Regions from separate parts of the Pan troglodytes genome. Here region 2 is linked to region 1. The links are chromatin contacts, called in public Hi-C maps. All regions are on one chromosome and are shown on one strand. Each heading gives the region's core, a stretch centred on a gene start, on an enhancer-like site or on the middle of the called end of the contact. The rest is flanking DNA. Distances are from core to core; before and after follow the strand shown.

Region 1 (4,561 bases), core at 491-2,990:
AGTAGAGACGGGGTTTCACAATGTTAGCCAGGATGGTCTCGATCTCCTGACCTTGTGGTCCGCCCGCCTCGGCCTCCCAAAGTGCTGGGATTACAGGCGTGAGCCACCGTGCCCGGCCGGAAGAGGTTCTTATATAGGGCTGCTTACTTGTGATTCCCACTCATCATTCCTTATCAAGAAAATGATGACTGCAACATAAATACTAACTTGAAAGAAAGCAGAGCATCATCATTACCGTACCGCTATTTGTGCATATTAGTGTCAGTGACATGTCTCAGGTTTTAAATGACAAACTCAATTAAATGTTGCAAATACTAACTGGCGGATTAAATCTCTATAATCCAAGTATCCTAAGCCCCTACATAAACTCATCAGTTTTGAATATTTAATAAAATTCTGAACTTTGTGTTTTAGAACTGAAATGCGAGTTAAGTTTTACCTACCCAACAAGACTATACACTCTTCATGGTGGGGACCATTTAAAAAATTATATCATCACTTAAAGAGAACTTTTATAAACTCCACAATCCCGGACATTATGTTCTAACAGCATGTATTAACGTATCCTCCCAGAATGTAAATACTGGTGTTTGTCATGAAATCCTCAGTGCGCCCTAACAAGAGTTTTCCTCTAATCAGTCAAGTAAAAGATGCTGGGTGGATGCAATCATGGCCATTTAAAAGAATGCTGGTATATATGTTTTGCAAATTACCCAAGAAGGAAACATTATAACAGGAATGAATCAGCACAAATTCATCAACACTAAAATATATGCATGTATTCGGCCAATGGTGGATTTCGCTTTATGTGCAGATTATGACATCTTTATGCTTCAAAATGAGTTTGGGATTGTGGGCGGAGGCTGGAAGGTTGACGAGTAAGGATGTGGAAAGCGGGTACTACCAGGGCTGGAGATTTCCCAGGGCTGTCACCGATTGAAAGTGACCTTATGTGCCTTAACAAAGGAAGTCATGAAAACTTGGCACAGGAGCCTTAGAAGTAAGGAACCGAATACAATGCAAGTGTGCGCTGAACCCGCTAGAACAGGAGCACGTTTGAGGGCAAGGGTTTTTGTCTGTTTTCATCACTGCCACAAGGCAGGCGCTTTGAATGGAACGTGGAGGTCTGCAACGTATTCAGCGATACGCATTCATTTTAGGAGACAAGGGCAATATATATTGCCTAAAAATTTTATCGGAATAAACTATAGCGACGACACTACAAAATACTTCCATCTCAGGTCCCATTACCCAAGAGGAAAGTCTCAGAACCGAGAGCCCTGTGAAACCGCCTGTGCCCTCTCGGCGAGAAGTTCTCCAGTACTCCCAGGCTCGCCCCGCGTTTCCCCGGCTCCCGCTCCGGCGCAAGGCAGGCCGAGAACCGCCAGCTGCGCCCCCGGGCCCGGCCTTGACTGACGGGCGCCCCGGACCATTACAAACAGCGGATTTCCGAAGCGTGGGCCCGGCCCAGCGGACGCAGACGGCCCACACTTACCGCGCCGCAGCTCGTCCCGCAGCCCACAGACCACAGCCCGGGGCGGGGTAAGGGGCTTCGGGCACGAGTGTGGGCTGTGAAAACAAGGGCATAAGTCTGGGCCGAGCACCGACCTGGGCGTCCCGCATTTTCCTCGCGCAACATCGGTCCCTGGGCAGCGCAACTGTAAGGACAGGAACCGCCGCGGCGCGCTCCCAGATCCCTTTTTGCCTCTTCCCGCCTGATTTGCCGCGCGCTCGCGCCCCTCCTCCAACCCCAAAAGACTCCTTCGGGGCTGGAAAACGCCCCTTCCCCGCCCCCTCCCTGTGCGCGTGAACTAGGCAGTTGTTAGATCTCGCGAGAGGTTCGCCCCCTAGCCGCCCCTCCCCCCAGCTAGTGAGTGCGCGAACGAGAAAGGAGGAGGGCGCTCCAGGCGACAGCACTGCAGACGCCATTATCCTCTGTTTCTCTGCTGCACCGACCTCGACGTCTTGCCTGTGTCCCACTTGTTCGCGGCCTATAGGTAATTGGAGTTATTGGAGCTTGGGTATTGCTGATTCGGGTAAGGGTTGGGGCTCCCTGAAAGGCTGCGTTGACTTTTCCCAAGCCCGGGTTTTCTCGAGCCCTTAGTGGCCTCCCAGCCCGAAGGGAGGCGCTGGCGGGAGGCGGGGTTGCCGCCTCCTCCGTCGCCTTGATTGACGTGGCCTCGGGCCAATCGCTTCGCCCTCGCACCATCGCTGAAGCCCTGGCAGCCAATAGGGCGCGACGGCGGGGAGGACGCGAGAAGGCGGGGGAGGGGAGCCTGCGCTCGTTTTCTGTCTAGCTCCGACCGGCTGAGGCGGCGCGGCAGCGGAGGGACGGCAGTCTCGCGCGGTGAGGAGCCGGGTTGGGGGAGCGGCTCGCGGAGGTGAGGGTCGGAGCCCAGTTTTTCCGCTTGAGGGAGGCGTCCTGGGAGCCGCTTTGGTGTTTGGCCGCTTCTCCGAGTGGGAACGTTGCCCGGTGTCTGTCCCCTCCCCCACCTCCGCCATTTCCCTGAGCGTGTATCCGCAGTCCGCGTTGTGGTCCTAGAGACTTGGGGATTCGTGAGGCATGTGCCTCTAGGATGAGCTGGAGCTATGTGGCACTGGGAACTAGGAACCTCGTGGAGGAAAGGAGGCCGGTGCGGGGAGAAGGTTGCGCCGCCGCTCTCTTTGTGTGAGCCCCGCCTCACCTTGGGTCTCCCGGCCCGGGGTCGGAGCTGGAGCGGCGGGGATGGAAAGGTCAGGGCTGCCTCGATGGCTTTGTCTCGGGCAGTGGGGGGAGGATGCGGGGGATGAGACCTCGGGACCGCGTGGTGGGTGGGGGAGGGGGTCGGCGCTCGGCTCCGCCTAGTAGCACGTAGTCGCCATTACGCGGGCCGCCATTTCCTGTCGGATCCGGGTGAGGAGAGGTGCGGTGCTTCTGCTGTCGACTTTCGCTTTTTCCCGTCCTGTTACCCGGCTGTTTCTGATCTCGGTACCGGGAGGCGGGGAGGGGAGGGCGCGTTGGCGCTCGGCCAGTCGAGCACATACTTAGCGGATTTTTGAGGCCTGGGGACTAGTGACTGCAGGACCCGAAGGGTGAACGGCAGGCGGCAACGTTATTCTTACAGATAAGCCCTGCTGTTTTTGCTTAAACTTTCTTATCCACATCTTCTCCCACCACACCTCAGAAATTGCGTGCTGGGCCGGAAGGATGTCGTTTCAGTTGTCGTTAGGAGAGCAATAAGTCGACCGACGGTATGGGAGAATGGGAGGCATAAATGTGCCTCGCTTGTTGGCTCTTTGCTGTCTAGCCAACCTTCTAGTAGAGGCCGCTTGTCAACTCCTAGTCCCGACAAGAGGGAAGCTTAAAAAGGCTGTTTGTAGTCCTATCGACCGTTTTGGCACGTAGACACTTTAGTTTTCGTGTTACAAGCATGATTGTTGTGTTGTACTCCCTTAAGCCTAATTTAAAATAATCCGCTAGTGACTGTTAGTTTTCAAGGGCTCCATTTGTTTCGCTGATTAATAATAGACTGGTATTATGGTAGTTTGGGTCTGGTCCTATATTAGATTTTTGGATTTATCCCTCCGGTAGATTGTTGTGGTTGTTGGATGTGTTCGCAATTGCCGTTGTATTTGTAAACTTTAGAGATGTCACATAGGATCGCTTCAAGCATGAGTCGAAAGAAATAGGAAAGCAATTGGAAGTTATAATATAAAATTAGTTTTTCCAGTGAATAAGATGCATTGTAACTTTTCATAAATGTATGCTTTGTGGATGACATTTATCTTTTCAGGCTTTTGGGAATGTGCCTTATTAAAACAATTCATTGCTGTGGTGGGACTTAATCCAGTGGCTAAAAGTTATTGTTCTAACTTAGCAAAAAATGAAACCGGGCTCCCTTGAATTTTGTATTTTTTAGGCAGTCATTTGAATTGTGAAACCCTAAAATGAAGAATCAAGTTTTAGAAACAGCTGGTTTTTTGGGTTCAAATCAGTGTTCACTGTGATCGGAAACAAATATTCAGTAATAAGAATAAACAAAAGCAAAACTGATTTGTGTTGGTTCTTATAGGCTACTGCAGCACTGGGGTGTCAGTTGTTGGTCCGACCCAGAACGCTTCAGTTCTGCTCTGCAAGGATATATAATAACTGGTACGTTCTAGAAGCAATGTCTTTTTTTTTTTTTTTTTAAACAGCTTGCTTTCCAATAAGCCAAATGTACTAGCTGCTTTATTTTTCCACAGATTGGTGTGCCCGTTTAATAAAAGAATATGGAAACTGAACAGCCAGAAGAAACCTTCCCTAACACTGAAACCAATGGTGAATTTGGTGAGAAGAAATTTTAGTTTTAACAGTATTTTTTTATCCTGTTAATAAATTGCCTTTTTCTGTTAATTATTGCCTTAGGAGTGTGTGGTGAATTTTTGGTATTACTGTTTATGTAATTCTGCGATTATCAGTAGTTACATCTTAGCTTTTATTTATGAAGTAGAAGTAACTGATTTGCATATAAAGAATTTTTCTTGCATTTTGGGATTTCAAACCCTTTGAAGTATTTTGTCGCAGTATTTTGTGTTTGGT
Region 2 (4,375 bases), core at 1,634-4,133, 190 kb before region 1:
TCAAGCTCTAATACAATTATCCCCCATTCACACTCTCCCTTTGTGATTTGTCAAATACCCGAATACCATTACTTTCCACTTCGGTTTAAATTGACTCACTTTTGAAACTTAAGCTTCACTAATATCCATGAAATCACAGATACGGTGTGCAATTTATATTTTTTCTTTTTTCTTTTTTTTTTTTTTTGAGACGGAGTCTCGCTCTGTCGCCCAGGCTGGAGTGCAGTGGCGCGATCTCGGCTCACTGCAAGCTCCGCCTCCCGGGTTCACGCCATTCTCCTGCCTCAGCCTCCCGAGTAGCTGGGACTACAGGCGCCCGCTACCACGCCCGGCTAATTTTTTGTATTTTTAGTAGAGACGGGGTTTCACCGTGTTAGCCAGGATGGTCTCGATCTCCTGACCTCGTGATCTGCCCGCCTCGGCCTCCCAAAGTGCTGGGATTACAGGCGTGAGCCACCGCGCCCGGCCAATTTATATTTTTTCTAATACATGTTAAAATACATGGCCATTAAAATAAAAGTATGTGCCCATGTGCCATTGTTTTAGGTTGGGTTGAGACTAGGACTAGAGTGCAAATCATCTATTTGAGAGGTGTTCCCAAGAAGCACCACTAGGGGGCCGGGGAAATAAGTGTGAAGAGAGGAAAGTCAATCCAGGGAGCATTACGGTCTTTGGGGTTGCATCCCTGCGGACCCCCTAAGAAAGCTGGAGAATGAGCCTCAGAGTTTTACCCACCAACTTCCCTTCGTCATTCTTTAAAAGCTACTCCCGTGGATGTGACCATTAACTCCTACCACTGCAGGCCCGCTGTGAAGGTGGGCAAGCCAGCTCCTGCAATCTGAGTTACAGACATTTGCAGTTAAGAAGCCGTCAGCACAGGCCGGGCCGGGCGCGGTGGCTCACGCCTGTAATCCCAGCACTTTGGGAGGCCGAGGCGGGCGGATCACGAGGTCAAGAGATCAAGACCTTCCTGACCAACATGGTGAAACCCCGTCTCTACTAAAAATACAAAAAATTAGCTCGGCATGGTGGCGGGCGCCTGTAGTCCCAGCTACTCGAGAGGCTGAGGTAGGAGGATCGCTTGAACCCGGGAGGCGGAGATTGCAGTGAGCCGAGATTGCGCCACTGCACTCCAGCCTGGTGACAGAGCGAGACTCCGTCTCAAAAAACAAACAAACAAAAAACAGAAGCCATCAGCACAGCGAGGAACTGCAAGTGCCTAGGTAGTTTGCTTAGGGCACTAACCATATCTGCTTCAACTACCTAATACATCTTGCATCCCACCATTAGGATATATGCTGCATGTTGGACAATCCTATACAAATGACCTGAAACCAATGTTTTTTAGCATAAGAGGACAATTTGGTCAGGTGGAGTAGGCATCTAGCTACATATTATAATTTTTTAATGTCAGAAAACATCCCCTCCACAAATAGATCTCCTTTTGAAACTCCTCCCCCTCCACTTCATCCTTTCTTCTCAAAGTAAGGTGCTAAAGTCTTTTTGCGGGAAATGTTATCTGGGAAGAATAAGATGTTAAGTCATTAGCAGCCAACAGTTTAGATGTCATTAGCTTAACAAATGAGATAAAGCCGAAAGGCTCTAGCTAATATTTGTAATTATTTATATCACATTTGCCTTCCCCACTGAGAGCGTAAATCCCACAGGGGCAGAAGCCAAGGCTGTTCTGTTCACTGTCGCATTCCCAGAATTTAATGTTGTGCCTGGTACACAGCAGTCCTCAGTCAACATTTATTAAATGAATGGATAGAGGAATAAATAGAGAGTAAGAGATATAGCAGATTCTGACGGAAGAAGAGAAAAAGGGGAAAGAGCTTATACTTCTCTTAAATTGGCAGAAATTATAAGTGGAAGGCAGGTGGGACAGGAGGAAGACATCAAAGAACTTGGTAGAGAGGAGAATTAAGTGCTGCAAAAGTCTTCACAAGAAAGTTTGCCCATTTCAACTCAAACACCAAAAACTAATTCAAGAAATAAAATCTTATATCTTACCTTCATGGCACAAAACATTTCTAAATATTAGAAAATGCTGTTGGAACAACTCAATGACATTGTTTTCATTAAATGTCACAATCTTGATTTATGTGCTACATCTTTGTGAACTCTGGAAAATTTTAGGATGACTAAAAAAAGATGTGATAAATTAAATTCCTCTACTCATTCGGCCTATATATATTGGGCACTTAATCAAATCACCATATAAAGGAGGTGGTGGAGGAGCTCTCTGAGCAGGCTTTGTGTGGGAAACCCCGCAGATGCTATTTAAAGATAGATCCCTCGATCCCATCCTAGATCTCTAATCAGAATCTCCAGGGGTTGCACGTGGAAATCCGAACTGTTAAATACCCTGTGTTATTTGGATGCAGGCTATCATTGCAGGTCAGTCAACCCACATTTGGGGATCCTTTCTACAGAGGTTGCAAAGATGCTGCTGCTGCTGCCATTTTCATCAAGGAGTTTGCAATCTCAAGTGGATTTTTAAGACATAGATAAAAGTAACAAAATATAAATTAGACGACAAGTACGGCAGATCATTGACATTCTCTCAGGGAGACTTCATCTGGGGAGCCGGATTTGATCTAGATCATGACAGATAAACAGATGTACGATAGGGAGGCCAGAAGTGGGGCTGAGTGGATTTGAGGAAAGAATTTGGTGAACTTCTAAAACTCAACAAGAAGTTTGTTTTCATTATTGTAAGATCACAGACACTGGAAGAGACCTTTGAGATGCCTGGACTTCTGTTCACAAGGAAGGAAGGGCTCTGAGGGATAAAGAGAGCAGTACTGACAGCACGCACTGAACTTCCGGGCCCAGGCTCTCCACCCCGCCTCCCTGCCTCCTGTTGGTCTGACCACAGAGTTAGGAATGTGTTTCTGTTACTCGGAGGGACTGCTTGGCTCATGTCCTGAAGCATGCACTGCCATATGGGACCAGGTGTCAGGAACGACCTCCTGGGGGCCAAGCAGACCATAGGGCCAGCTGGCAGGCTTTCCACCTCTCAACAAGGCCCTGTTTCATTCTGTCCTGTCACTCACAGAAGCTCCAGGGACAACAATGTTGGGGAGGGTGAGAAGAACACACACACACACACACACACAAATATGCACACACACCCCCTCAGTGAATGAGTAACTGCAGAGACACTGAGACGCCGCCATTGCCCAGGCTGGAGTCACGTACCAGGGATTTTCTGTCAGAGACTTTGCATATTTGGGCTTGTGACAAACTGCATGTGCTCATCCACATTCACCAGCAAGAACCTAATGGGCCTACCTCTTCAGTGGTGCCAGGCCATCCGGACACACTAGCAGGGGTCCACCAATGAGCATTCTGTGTCCCAGCCAATGAGGGCTATTCTTGGAGATAGAAAAACCACTTGATCCAACCTGGCTCCTCTGATTTAACGCATTGCTGAGGTAGCAGTGGCTGCACTTCTACGAACCATAAAGACTCAGCGAAATTCTTAAAGTAAGACTTGTATTGAAACGTAACATTAAAAAAAAAAAAAAGGTCACAAATTGTAAGCAAATCATGTAACCAGCCCTCAGAATAAAGAAATAGAACCATACCAGCACCCTAAGCTAATCAGTAGGATGATTTCCAGCACAATTTACTAGTTTTGCCTGTTTTTGAAATTTATCTCAATTGAATCATATTAATACATTATATTTTATCTTCAACATTTATGATAGGTTAATGGTTAACAAGAAATTGCCGGCAAAGTTCCCTGCAAGTTTAAAGAACTACAAGAGTAGAAATACAGTCACGTGCCACATCATGATGTTTCAGGCAAGGATGAACTGCATATACAAGGGTGGTCCCATAAGATTACAATGAAGCTGAAACATTCCTATCGCCCAGTGCCATCATAGCTGTCATATTTAAAAACAAACAAAAAAATGTTAACTGTAAAACAGTCTCAGGCAGTTTCTTCAGGAGGTATTCTGGAAGAAGGCATTGTTATCACAGGAAATGACAGCTCCATGCATGTTCTTGCCCCTGAAGGTTTTCTAGTGGGACAAGATGTGGAGGTGGAAGACAGTGATATTGATGATCCTCACCCTGTGTAGGCTTAGGCTAATGTGTGTGTTTGTGTCTTCATTCTTAATGAAGAAGTTTAAAAAGTGAAACAATATTAATAGAAAAAAGCTTATAGAATAAGCATATAAAGAAAGAAAGCATTTTTGGACAGCTGTACAATGTATTTGTGTTTTACACTAAGTGTTCTTACAAAAGAGTCCAAAAATGTTAAAGTTTATAAAGTAAAAAAGTTACAGCAAACTAAAGTTAACATATTATTGAAGAAAATCATTTTTTATAAGTTTAGTGTAACCTAAATGTCCAGTGTTTA

The links. A called contact is a pair of places that touch in the nucleus more often than the background predicts.
Region 2: a Hi-C map of stem cell-derived neural progenitor cells shows a contact between it and region 1, with 2.0 times the contacts expected there. The contact joins the enhancer-like site here to the promoter of RMI1 in region 1. A contact is called at or near these places in 1 of 7 Hi-C or Micro-C datasets (stem cell-derived neural progenitor cells) and 1 of 1 datasets of contacts at active chromatin or transcription factors (stem cell-derived excitatory neurons).

The regions. Positions count from the first base shown.
Region 1 is chr11:74,440,861-74,445,421 of NHGRI_mPanTro3-v2.0_pri, reverse strand. It overlaps RMI1 (RecQ mediated genome instability 1), which reads right to left and starts at 1,740. Exons shown (of 3, transcript XM_528338.8): 1 at 1,609-1,740. It overlaps HNRNPK (heterogeneous nuclear ribonucleoprotein K), which reads left to right and starts at 1,760. Exons shown (of 16, transcript XM_063787819.1): 1 at 1,760-1,997; 2 at 4,053-4,132; 3 at 4,225-4,309. The coding sequence starts at 4,252.
Region 2 is chr11:74,631,584-74,635,958 of NHGRI_mPanTro3-v2.0_pri, reverse strand. No RefSeq gene overlaps it. Among named protein-coding and RNA genes, the nearest start is that of SLC28A3, 170 kb to the left of the region's middle. Within about 2 kb of position 2,883, at least 2 of the 24 cell types and tissues checked have an H3K27ac peak or open chromatin away from gene starts, as enhancers often do. A contact at or near this core is called in stem cell-derived neural progenitor cells, where this site is marked.